Regions from separate parts of the Mus musculus genome. Here region 2 is linked to region 1. A link is a contact called in public HiChIP or PLAC-seq data. All regions are on one chromosome and are shown on one strand. The core of a region is the stretch at or near the end of the contact, and the rest is flanking DNA. Distances in the headings are between cores, read along the strand shown.

Region 1 (6,016 bases), core at 1,986-4,485:
CTCCCCAACTTGCTCTTTGGTAATGGTGTTTCATAGCAATAAAACCCCTGACTAAGACAGATACATCCTTGCTTCCACCCACTGTTGTTTTTGAGACAGTCTCTTGACCCAAGCTGGTGGATAAGAGAAACATGTGCCACAACGCTGTGTCCCAGGACCTGGTTTCATGATTTCCAACAGATCAATTTCTCTGTAAACTTCCTCTTTACACACCAGCCCCTCTATTTGGTTTATGCAGAGCCATCAAATGACCTAAGCCAGTCAAAAACTAGGAGGGACAATCCCACCTCCAGCTTTCAGGAGTGTTGTCAGGCTACAAATCATTCAGACGTTCACAGGGCAGAACACTGAGCGTAGACATAGCCTCTTTTCTCTCTGCCACCTACTGACGCACATGTGACACAGCAGCCACACCTGCAACGCCTCTAGGAGCAGGGTGTCGATGAAGCAAGTGCTGGGTGCCACACCGTGACTGTTAATGCGAATCTTAGTAACTTTGAGTCAACTCACCTAATAGCCCAACTCACCTAATAGCCCAACTCACCTAATAGCCCAACAGGCGCTTTCTTTCTGGCAGGCAAGCTTCCTAGGGAAAGGAAAGGAAGAAAGCATTCTGCACACACCCTATCAGGATCACTTTGGGGGACTGCACTAGACTTGTATTTTATTCCTATTCCAATGGGTCCACATGGCTTGTCCTTGCTAAGGCTTTTTTTTTTTTTTTTTTTTTTGGTTTGGTTTTTCGAGACAGGGTTTCTCTGTATAGCCTTGGCTGTCCTGGAACTCACTTTGTAGACCAGGCTGGCCTCGAACTCAGAAATCCGCCTGTCTCTGCCTCCCGAGTGCTGGGATTAAAGGCGTGCGCCACCACGCCCGGCTAGGCTTTTTACAAATAAAACCCCTTTTTCTTTCTCTCCAACTCAGCGGCATTACACTAGACAGAGTACTGTCTCACATCTGAGTTATCTCAAGTTGGTATTCAGCATGCAGCAAATATAGACAGAGTCTTTCCCTGGTGCTCCTTAGCCCTACGAAAGGGAGACCGGTCTGGAGCCCCAACCAGGGGCTTCTGCGTTGTACTAGTCCAGACAGGAGCCTCGGCTTTCCTTCTCGGGACTTCTGGGGGCAGTCCACCCGGCCCTCGGGCACATCGTGAACGCCCTTCCCCTTACCACGCGGTTAGCCTGCTGCACATATTAGGGCGACTAAACTCTCAGAAGGAAAGCACGGTACATCTTCGTTACGATCGTCAGGAGACGCAGTCTTCCCGGTAGCCGGCCAAGGGTATATAGGGTCATCCGCGGCGTCCCAACGGTAACAATGGCGATACAAACATAGAGCCGCCATGGCTGCCGAGAGGCCGAGCATCTCCACGCCACGTCCTTTATAGTACTGACTACGGCAGCCCGCGAGGGACTTTCACTGTCCTCCGAGTGCCGCGCCCTCTAGTGGCTCCTTCGCTCCTCGCCGGCGCTTCTCATAGCCCAGTCGGTTAGAGGCTCATGGGACTCTGTACTGCTTGATCCTAGATCCTGCCTTTCCAAGCAGAACTCAGAGACTTATTTCGAGTGTTACCAAGCTCACAGGACTTTTCAAACGACCCATGAAGTCCTGCGCCTTCTTACGAAACTCCTCGTTTTTGGTGGGGGCAGCCTTGCTCTCCCTGTTCTTAGTGATACTAAAGCTTCCACGCAAAGAGGAAAGGCCAGCTCTGACGAACCAGAATTTAGGAGGCAAGGAGGTGACCAGTTGTTTCCTCTTTTACAAGGACGCTTTGGGGATGAGTCAGGAGGGAGCTCCAGGGAGTTCATGGATTCCAGATGTTTCTAACTAGCCCCGCCTGTGGGGTTGTCTGTGGATCTGAGGCACACAGCAGCTTTTAGAAGGTTGGCTGTCCTCTGCTTCAGGACAGTGCTGGAAGACAAATAATACACTCTGACTACTTGCTGTGTTGTGTCCCGCACAAGTACAGATTTGTCTTTTAAGTCCTGAAACTGATGAGGGCTCCCAGGTGATGGGGTGAATTGTGGGCCTGGGGACACACCATTGAGCACTCTTCTTTTACTGGTGGGCCAGCCCAGCCACACTTGTTAATAGTCCCAAGTTCTTGAACCCTTATATTGCCTGCCTGTCTGCCTTCCCACCTCCCTCTCTCCCTTCCTCCTTCCTGTTTTTTGATACGATGTCTCATATAGCCTAGGCTTCAAACTTGCTATGTAGTTGAAGATAAGTTGAACTTCTGATCCTCCTGCCCCTAACTTCTAACAACTAGATTTTGAGGGGTGAACTGTTATGCGTGGCCCAAAGCCTTGAAACTGGAGTTACAGATGGTTTTGAGTCGTCATGTGGATGCTAGAAATCAAACCTGGTTCACTAAGGAGCGGGCTCTTATCTTAGCCTCACGACTTGTTACCAGTCACTTTTTGTCTTAGTGATCTGTCTTAATTTCCTTTTCTGTAGCTGTGATAAAATACCAAGACAGAAGCAGGTTAAGCAGAAAGTGTTTGGGCTGCAGTTTGAGGTTGCAGTTTAGCATGACAGGGAAGTAACAGCAGTAGGCTTGAAGCAACTGGCCCACATGGCAGGTCAAGGATTAGAGAGTGATGAATGCTGGTCCTCAGATAACCCCTTCTATACTCCAGGATCCGAGCTAGGCCAGAGAATGGTGCCACACAGAAGGAGTTGGTCTTTCCATCTCAATTAACCTAATCAAGATAAGCCCTCCCGTACACCCAGAGGTTCACCTCATGGGTGATTTTAGATCTTATCAAATTGCAAATTGAGATGAACAGTCCCGATCCCTGACCAAAGCAACTTAAAGAAGGAAGAAATATTTGGCTTATAGTTCAAGGGAATACAGTACCGTCATGAGGCAGCAGGCATGGCAGTAGGGCTAGGAGGCAGCTGACCACACAGACCCTACAGTCAGGAAGCAGAGAGCGAGAACGAGTGCCAGAGGCAGTCATGAGGTTAATTGCACAAATTAGCTCCTCTATTCACATTGATCCAAACAAAACTGCAATCTCCTGGACAGAGGGGTGTGGACAATGATTTTGGTGTGGATAGTGGAAGGCAGGATTCTGCTTCCAGAGCAATTCTGCATGTCAGAAAGTTGGAGCAGCAGCAGAGGTAGCAGCTTCAGCAGAGGTAGCAGCTGCGGCAGTGGCAGCAGTGGCAGCAGCAGCAGCACTGGCACCGGCACTGGCAGAGGCAGCGGCAGTGGCAGCAGTGGCAGCAGTGGCGGCAGCAGCAGCAGCACAAGGAGCTGCTAGGCTAGAAGCACAGAGCTGAGCTGAGGCCATGCATCTTTTCACACTCACTGCAGGGCTGGGCCTGCTCTCTGTGGTTCGAGCCACGATGCCTCCTCTGACTCCTGCCAGTCCTGAGGAGGTGATGGCCCTGGGGAGGGAGGACTGAGGGTAGCAACTGGCTTCCAAGCTCAGACCTTGGACTGGGTGTGTCTCAGGCCTGCAGATGGAAGCCACAGGTGATGTTGAAAAAAATACCTCTCTTACGTGCTTGGTGGGATCTTCTCAGGTGGGAGTGGGGCTTGAGCAGGTGTTCCAGGCCATGGTCATGTCTTTCTTCTCACTGTGTGCACTTAGAGACTAAGAGGCTGCTGGGGGACAGGGGAGGCTTGCTAGATGGACGCTGTCCTGGCTCTAGCTGGACTCCCAAGAATAGCCTGCCTTCCTTCCTTCCTTCCTTCCTTCCTTCCTTCCTTCCTTCCTTCCTTCCTTCCTTCCTTTCTCTCAGTGTGTGTGTGTGTGTGTGTGTGTGTGTGTGTGTGCTTCAGAGACACTTCTTATATTCTTCCAATGAGTTGATTTCAGATTTCATCCTGGGTAAGGCCCCTGTGACTGTTGTGTATCTGGGAGACAGAGCCAACTTCCTAATGATTTCAGGAGAAACTGAGAAGTCTGTTCCTTGCCACACCTCAGCACTTTGACTGTAGACAGTGAAGCAGACCGTGGTCAGTCGGTACAGTCATGGTTCTCTCAGGTCACCTCCTCAGCCATGTCCATTCTGCCCTGTCCTCCGGCTCAGCTCCCTGAAGTGAAAGGTCAACCTGTCCTCCAGATCACCTTTCTCAGTTCCCTCTGGATGCCTGTGCAGGGTCTGTGGTCAGGGCTCTTCCCAGGAAGTGTTTCTCCTAGGACGCCTGTGCCCTGTCTGCTTGGTTCTACCTACTGCTGCTGTTGGTGAGAGACAGCCATGGTCAGGACTCCTCCTGACATCCCGGCATCCCGGACCCTTCCATCTTGCACTGAGACCTGACTGCATTCTCCTCCTGCCTCTCACCCACCGTCTTCCAGATTCCCTTCTCCCTGCAACTGTGTGCACTTGTGACCTCCAACTGCAGATCTTGGGAAAGGGGTACATAAGGTGCTGGGCAGGAGACTTGCCTATTCCTGAGTCGAGATGGAAAGACCCGCTGCCTCCCTTCACCTTTGAGAGAAACAGTCTTGATGAGTTGGAGTTCAGGATGAACCTGACGTGAGTGGTCTCTGCGGAGGTAATGTCTGCTGCTGCTGCCAAACAGTTCTAAGTGTGACTAAGCACAGACTGCCTCACCTCTAGTAGTCACTGAGGAATGCAGCATTTTCTGTGTTGCCTGGGCAACACACCAGGTGACCTCTTCATGAGGTCAGAGATCTAACTTGCTGTGGTCTATGCCCATGCTGAATAGGGTGAGAGGATCTCTTGCACAGGATTGCTTGCTTCAGGAGAGGCCAGCATGGGTCCCAGAAATAAGAATGGGGAAGAACTAGGTGCCCTGGGGAGAGCCATACTTGGACCCTGTGTTCTAGGAAACCCATTGGCTGTATTCAGTACAAGCTGCCTCTGTATGAGGGAGAGGACCCTGGTATGTTCCTCACAGGTGAGTATCTGGGTTCCAATTCTTATTTCAGTAAAGGCCCAGGGGGAGATGGACTTCTCACATCACAGGTATTGTCCACAGGGTGGAGGCATGTCATCTACATCCATTTCCTGCCTGGGAAGGAGTCTGCCATTGCCTACTTCAGGGGCAACATGAACTATCAGTACTACCAGCTGCTGCTGCTCATGGGTGAGCTCCACTCTTTGTCTTTTAGCATGGACTCCTGGGGACAGACATGGACTAGGCCCATGTTTAGAAAAACAGAAGTCTGGTTTGCTTCATTCTACTCCTGGGGAGCCTCTCCTGCACTTCCTGAAGTCACCAGGAGGGGGGTGTGTAAGCCCTTGGCCTCTTTTACCTTCAGTCTTACATGAACAATCCTAGTGTCAGAGATCCCACATACTCCTGACCCACCCTGCCCTTGGCTACTCTGTCCCCCATGAGTCAGCGTTTTTATGATCCTGCTCTGAACAGGTTCCCATTGTGGCCCATTTATCACTGGGGACATTGGGCAGCATGAGCAGTCGTCATGGTAGGAGGGGTTGCAGCATTCAGAGGGTGGATGGAGACAGGAAGATGCCCCCCAAGGAAAGTCCTCTTTTCCAAGGTCGGCAGTGGCAGGTGGAGACATCATGAGGAGACCTCTCCCTGCCACCACTGTCAGCACACTGAGGACAAGGTGTCCTTCCCTCAGCCCTCACACACTTCTTATCTCTGTCAGCATTCAGCAGCTCTGTCCCCATGATCCTTTCTAACTTGGGTGTCACTGAGTGGCCTCCTTGTATTCCAACCTGCAATCTCTGCCTACCTACTCTCTCCTCCCATGATGGCTGCAATTGGACTCACCATTTGGAGGCTCTGACGTGGCTTGTGCAGGGTCTTAGGTTATAGCAGGGTCCAAAACACCCTGGCATTTTGCTCATAAACAAGGACTTTAGAGGTCCTTGGACCTTCTTAAACTATCTTTGGTACCCTCAGGTCACTGCTTCCTACTCTATGAGACAGAATTTCTCATGTCCTTCCTCTTTCTGGTCATCACGATATCATTGGAGGCACAAACCTTCACCCTAGTTGGGGCTTTTGGCAAGGCTGTGCTGTGCAAAGGCCTTGTGTTGGAATTTGAAGTGATGTGGT
Region 2 (6,016 bases), core at 2,587-5,086, 180 kb after region 1:
TTCTCCCAAACCGAATCAAAATCAAAACGATCATACATCATGATCAATTAGGCTTCATCCCAGGGATACAGGGATACAGGGATAGTTCAGTATACGGAAATTCATCAAAATAATCCACTATATAAACAAACTCAAGGAAAAAAACCGTATGATCTTCTCATTAGATGCTGAGAAAGCATTTGACAAAATCCAACACCCATTCATGATAAAAGTCTTGGAAAGATCAGGAATTCAAGGCTCATATCTAAACATAGTAAAAGCAATATACAGCAAACCAGTAGTCAACATCAAACTAAATGAAGAGAAACTTGAAGCAATCCCAGTAAAATCAGGGACTAGGCAAGGCTGGCCAACTGTCTCCCTACCTATTCAATATGCTCCTTGAAGTCCTAGCCAGAGCAATTAGACAATAAAAGGAAGTGAAAGGAATACAAATTGGAAAGCAAGAAGTCAAAATATCACTATTTGCAGATGATATGACAGTTTACCTAAGTGACCCCAAAATTTCCACCAGAGAACTCCTAAACTTGATAAACAACTTCAGCAAAGTAGCTGGATATAAAATTAATTCAAACAAATCAGTGGCTAAGAAAGCAATTAGGGAAGCAACACCCTTTACAATAGTCACAAATCATATAAAATACCTTGGTGTGAATCTAACTAAGCAAGTGAAAGATCTGTGTGATAAGAACTTCACGTCTTGAAGAAAGAAATTGTAGATTTCAGAAGATGGAAAGATCTCCCATGACTATGGATTTGCAGGATTAATAATGTAAAAATGGCCATCTTGCCAAAAGCAATATACCTATTCAATGCAATCCCCATCAAAATTCCAACTCAATTCTTCACCAAGTTAAAAAGGGCAATTTGCAAATTCATCTGGAAAAAAAACCTAGGATAGCAAAAACTATTGTCAACAATAAAAGAACTTCTGGTGGAATCACCATCCCTGACCTCAAGCTGTATTACAGAGCAATTGTGATAAAAAAAACAAAACAAAACAAAAAAAACTGCATGGTATTGGTACAGTGACAGGCAAGTAGATCAATAGAATAGAATTGAAGACCCAGAAATGAACCCACACACCTATGGCCACTTGATCTTTGACAAAGGAGCTAAAACCATCCAGTGGAAAAAAGACAGCATTTTCAACAAATGGTGCTGGCTCAACTGGTGGTTAGCACGTAGAAGAAGGCAAATTGATTCATTCTTATCTCCTTGTACAAAGCTCAAATCTAAATGGATCAAGGACCTTCACATAAAACCAGATACACTGAAACTAATAGAAGAAAAAGTAGGGAAGAGCCTCAAACACATGAGCACAGGGTAAAAACTCATGAAGAGAACACCAATGGCTTGTGATGTAAGATCAAGAATTCATAAATGGGACCTCATAAAATTGCAAAGCTTCTGTAAGGCAAGGGACACTGTCAAGAAGACAAAAAGGCCACCAACAGATTGGGAAAAGATCTTCACCAACTGTATATCCAATAGAGAGCTAATATCCAACATATACAAAGAACTCAAGAAGTTAGACTCCAGAAAAACAAATAACCCTATAAAAAATGGGGTACAAGCCGGGTGTGGTGGCGTACACCTTTAATCCCAGCACTCGGGAGGCAGAGGCAGGCGGATTTCTGAAGTTCGAGGACAGCCTGTTCTAAAAAGTGAGTTCCAGGACAGCCAGGGCTATACAGAGAAACCCTGTCTCAAAACAAACAAACAAACAAAGACAAAAAACAAAAATGGGGTACAGAGCTAAACAAAGAATTCTCAACTGAGGAATACCAAATGACTGAGAAGCACCTAAAGTAATATTCAACATCCTTAGTCATCAGGGAAATGCAGATCAAAACAACCCTGAGATTCCACCTCATTCCAGTCAGAATGGCTAAGATCAAAAACTCAGGTGACACCAGATGCTGCTGAGGATGTGGAGAAAGAGGAACACTCCTCCATTGCTGGTAGGATTTCAAGCTGGTACAACCACTCTGGAGATCAGTTTGGCAGTTCCTCAGAAAATTGGACATAGTACTACCTGAGGACACAGCAATACCTCTCCTGGGCATATATCCAGAAGATTATCCAACATGTAATAAGGACACATGCTCCACTATGTTCATAGTAGCCTTATTTATAATAGCCAGAAGCTGGAAAGAACCCAGATGTTCCTCAACAGAGGAATGAATACAGAAAATGTGGTACATATACACAATGGAATACTACTCAGCTATTAAAACAATGAATTTTTGAAATTCTTAGGGAAATAGATGTATTTGGAGGATATCATCCTGAGTGAGGTAACCCAATCACAAAAGAATACACATGATATGCACTCACTGATAAGTGTATATTTGTCCATAAGCTTGGAATACCCAAGATACATTTCACAAACCACATGAAACTCAAGAAGAAGGAAGACCATAGTGTGGTTACTTCTATCCATCTTAGAAGGGAGGAACAAAACACCCATGAAAGAAGTTACACAGACAAAATGTGGAGCAAAGACTGAAGGAATGATCATCCAGAAACTGCCCCACCTGAGGATCCATCCCATATACAATTATCAAACCCAGACACTTTTTTGGATGCCAACAAGTGTTTGTTGACAGGAGCCTGATATAGCTCTCTCCGAGAGGCTCTGCCAGTGCCTGACAAATACAGAAGTGGATGCTCACAGTCATCCGCAATGAAGGAACTGAAGAAGAACCTAAGGAGCTGAAGGGGTTCACAGCCCCCTAGGAAGAACAACAATATGAACTAACCAGTACCCCCAGAGCTCCCAGGGACTAAACTACCAACCAAAGAGGAGAAACTCAAGGAATAACTCTGGCTACTGGGGAAAGAATGACCTGCATTTGCCAGGGTAGACAACACAGCCACTATCCACCATCCAGAAAAACATGGTGGTGGCCTAGAACAGACTGGTAGAGGTAGAGCTTAGGTGCGCCAAGCTGGCTGGATTGGCAAGCTGTGTTTGAGATGGTGGCAGAGGGAAGTCATTGACAAATGCTGGAGCATGCAAAAGTGTCCCATCCCAAACTGGGGACCAAGGAAAGGAGGCAGGGCAGTGAGTAGGAAGGTTTTAGGGCAGGGACCTAATAGGGGCAGGGATGGTCAGGAACCACAAGGATGGAAGCAGATATCCTGAAGAGGTAGAACTGTGCATGTGGCCCTCAGCATAGGGCAGGATGGAATCAGCCTATGGATGGACATGAGCACAGCAGTGGCCAGAACAGCATCCTGGGCTAACAGGGTCTCATAATGACCCAATAAAGGTGACCAACAAGACTCGGAAAAGTAAAATAAGATCCACCCTGCCAGTAAAGAGACCCAGTTCTCACGGATGCCATCAACAGAGACCTACCCAACCTCCCTTCCATTCCACTGTCCTCTTCCAGAGACCCCATTACAGAACAAGAACAAATGGCCCTCAAAGTCCTTCTATGAAAACCCAAACAACCCCATGAGAAATGCTCTAAGGAAAGAAGGTTCCAGGTAGAGACACAAGCCCAAAGTCATATGTGAGCACAGAGCATCCAAGTCAGACACAGACTAACTGGTCAGCACTTTATAAAAGTGATAGACACATTTACCAGGAAATCAGAGAGCACCCAGTCAGCACAATTCACAGGGCTGAACTGAGTGAAGGTCACGGCTGAGGCTTCTGGCTATGGACACTGAGAGAGTGGGGCCATTATCTGATCCAAAAGCCCTCACAGCTTGACCTGCCAACAGGAGGCTGGGTCATGCAGACATCCCTTGCCTGGGCTGCTGTCTGAAGCCATGTTGATGTCTAATGACTGCTCAGAGCTAACCACACCTCCACACACACTGGCTGCAGCACTCAGGAGAGCAGCCCTGCATCTCACCTTAGCAGCACAATGTATCTGGCACTGGTCTCATGGGTGAGGAAGACCCAGCCCCAAGGGCACAAACATAAGAGAGGTGGCTATGACCCTCACTGGGGCAGTGCTGGAGAGCAGTGGATTGAACAACTGTGAGTTGGTCTACCCCAACATCTACCCCATGTATGAACTGCTGGAGCACATGAAGGGGCTGGTCCCACAGAGCCAAAACTGCAGGATCTCTATGACACAGGGCAACAGGATATCCCAATGAGGATTCAGTATTGATAGATAGCGTAGCAGAACCCAGAGACCTTGCAGCAGATCAATGACGCATTGCAATGAACATTTTCAAGTAAAGATGTATGGACAAAAGGGCATACTGTGTGACATACTGTGACACACTACAGCTTCCACAGCTTGGGAGTTTGTTTTGTTTAATTTTTATTGTTTGTTTACATTTGGGGGGGGGTTACAAGGGCAGAGAGCAGATACAAATGTTGTGTTTTATAAAACAGCAGTGACACAGCAGGAGGGAGCACTGTGGCAGACCCAGCCAACATGTGCCCCTGAGGAACCAGCCATACAAAGGGCTTAGTATAAAAGAGGTTAATTGGCAGGAAGGGAACCTGGAGAAGGAGGCAGAGGCAGAGGAGAAAGGAGGGGTACTGAAAAGAGAGAAGGCCAGAAAGAGAGAGGGAGAGAGGAGGAGGCCAGCCAGGGACATGTGTGGGAGAGAGTATAAATGGAGGTGGGGGGGTGGGTGGGAGTGGGGGTGAGAGAACAAGTAGTCTTCTTATATGCCTAGCTCCTGGCTCATACCTGGCAGGTGGAGATGCAAGCTTTTGCTAGGTGACTGTTGGGCAGAGCCTGGAGGAAATGCTAACATTCCTCCATTTTGGTTTAATTTAAGTGTCCTCATTTAAATTTAGAAAGAGGTGAGGGTGAGAAAGGAGTGGGGTCATTGTATTCCTTAACTACTTCCTGCTGACCTTGAGGTGACAGTTGTGTTCTGAAACCTAATTGGGGCTCCTGGTCAAGTCCTAGGAGAGCTGGCTATTCCATTGTTGACCAGGGTCTGTGGAATCATCTGTGGCTAAGAAAGTGCAGGCACCATAGAAGCACCTGTGAGGGTAAACCGGACCATCTGTGGTTAGCTTCTCTAGTGCTGTCCTAGATTCAGATTTTGACTGGACTTGGCAGGATGCTGAAACATACATACATACATGCATACATACATATATACATACATACATACATATTAAAGGCAGAAAATAAGTAAGTTTGAGAGAAAAACTTTTTCTTAGGTGTACATTTGAAACCCTTAGGCCCATAGTCTTGGTGGTTGGGACAGGGGAGTTCCCAAACCAGGGAACAGGGAAGGAATGCTACCCTCTAGAATATGCAAAAGGCTGGGAACTTAGACTATTGGTTGACAGAAGTACTTATCCAGATGGAGTTCACTTGACCCTTGAGAGGTCGATCCAAGTATGCTTCTTGGAGCTTATAAGAACTCTTCTTAATAGGAAAAAAAAAAAAGAACACTACATAATTCATTCTATGAAGCTATACTACTCTGAAACCTAAACCACACAAGGACCCAACCAAAAAAGAGAACTTCAGACCAATTTCGCTTATGAATATCAATGCAAAAATACTCAATAAAACTCTCGCAAACTGAATCCAAGATCACATGAAAATCTTCATTCATTATTGTCTTAGTCAGGGTTTCTATTTCTGCACAACAAACATCATGACCAAGAAGCAAGCTGGGGAGGAAAGGGTTTATTCAGCTTACACTTCCATACTGCTGTTCATCACAAAGGAAGTCAGGACTGGAACTCAAGCAGGTCAGAAAGCAGGAGCTGATGCAGAAGCCATGGAGGGATGTTCTTTACTGGTTTGCTTCCCCTGGCTTGCTCAGCCTGCTCTCTTATAGAACCAAGACTACCAGCCCAGAGATGGTCCCACCCACAAGGGGGCCTTTCCCCCTTGATAACTAATTGAGAAAATGCCTTACAGTTGGATCTCATGGAGGCATTTCCTCAACTGAAGCTCCTTTCTCTGTGATAACTCCAGCTGTGTCAAGTTGACACAAAACTAGCCAGTATGATCATGATCAAATAGGCTTCATCCCAAGGATGAAAGGTTGGTCAATATGTGAAAAT

What was found. HiChIP or PLAC-seq counts read pairs in DNA pulled down with a chosen protein or histone mark.
Region 2: a contact with region 1 is called in an H3K27ac HiChIP or PLAC-seq map of embryonic stem cells, with 8 read pairs. The contact joins the enhancer-like site here to the promoter of Snhg7os in region 1. A contact is called at or near these places in 2 of 484 Hi-C or Micro-C datasets (bone marrow-derived macrophages and nephron progenitors), 10 of 115 datasets of contacts at active chromatin or transcription factors (CD8 T cells, astrocytes, bone marrow-derived macrophages and 3 more) and 1 of 9 other capture datasets (embryonic stem cells).

The regions. Positions count from the first base shown.
Region 1 is chr2:26,638,886-26,644,901 of GRCm38.p6, forward strand. Snhg7os (a long non-coding RNA gene) reads left to right here and starts at 3,236. Exons shown (of 4, transcript XR_003953776.1): 1 at 3,236-4,497; 2 at 4,812-4,882; 3 at 4,964-5,071. It overlaps Snhg7 (small nucleolar RNA host gene 7), which reads right to left and starts at 1,359. Exons shown (of 4, transcript NR_024068.2): 1 at 1,173-1,359; 2 at 545-586. Snora17 (small nucleolar RNA, H/ACA box 17) reads right to left here and starts at 436; the gene lies at 305-436.
Region 2 is chr2:26,822,980-26,828,995 of GRCm38.p6, forward strand. No RefSeq gene overlaps it. Among named protein-coding and RNA genes, the nearest start is that of Gm39774, 39 kb to the left of the region's middle. Within about 2 kb of position 3,837, at least 2 of the 459 cell types and tissues checked have an H3K27ac peak or open chromatin away from gene starts, as enhancers often do. A contact at or near this core is called in embryonic stem cells, where this site is marked.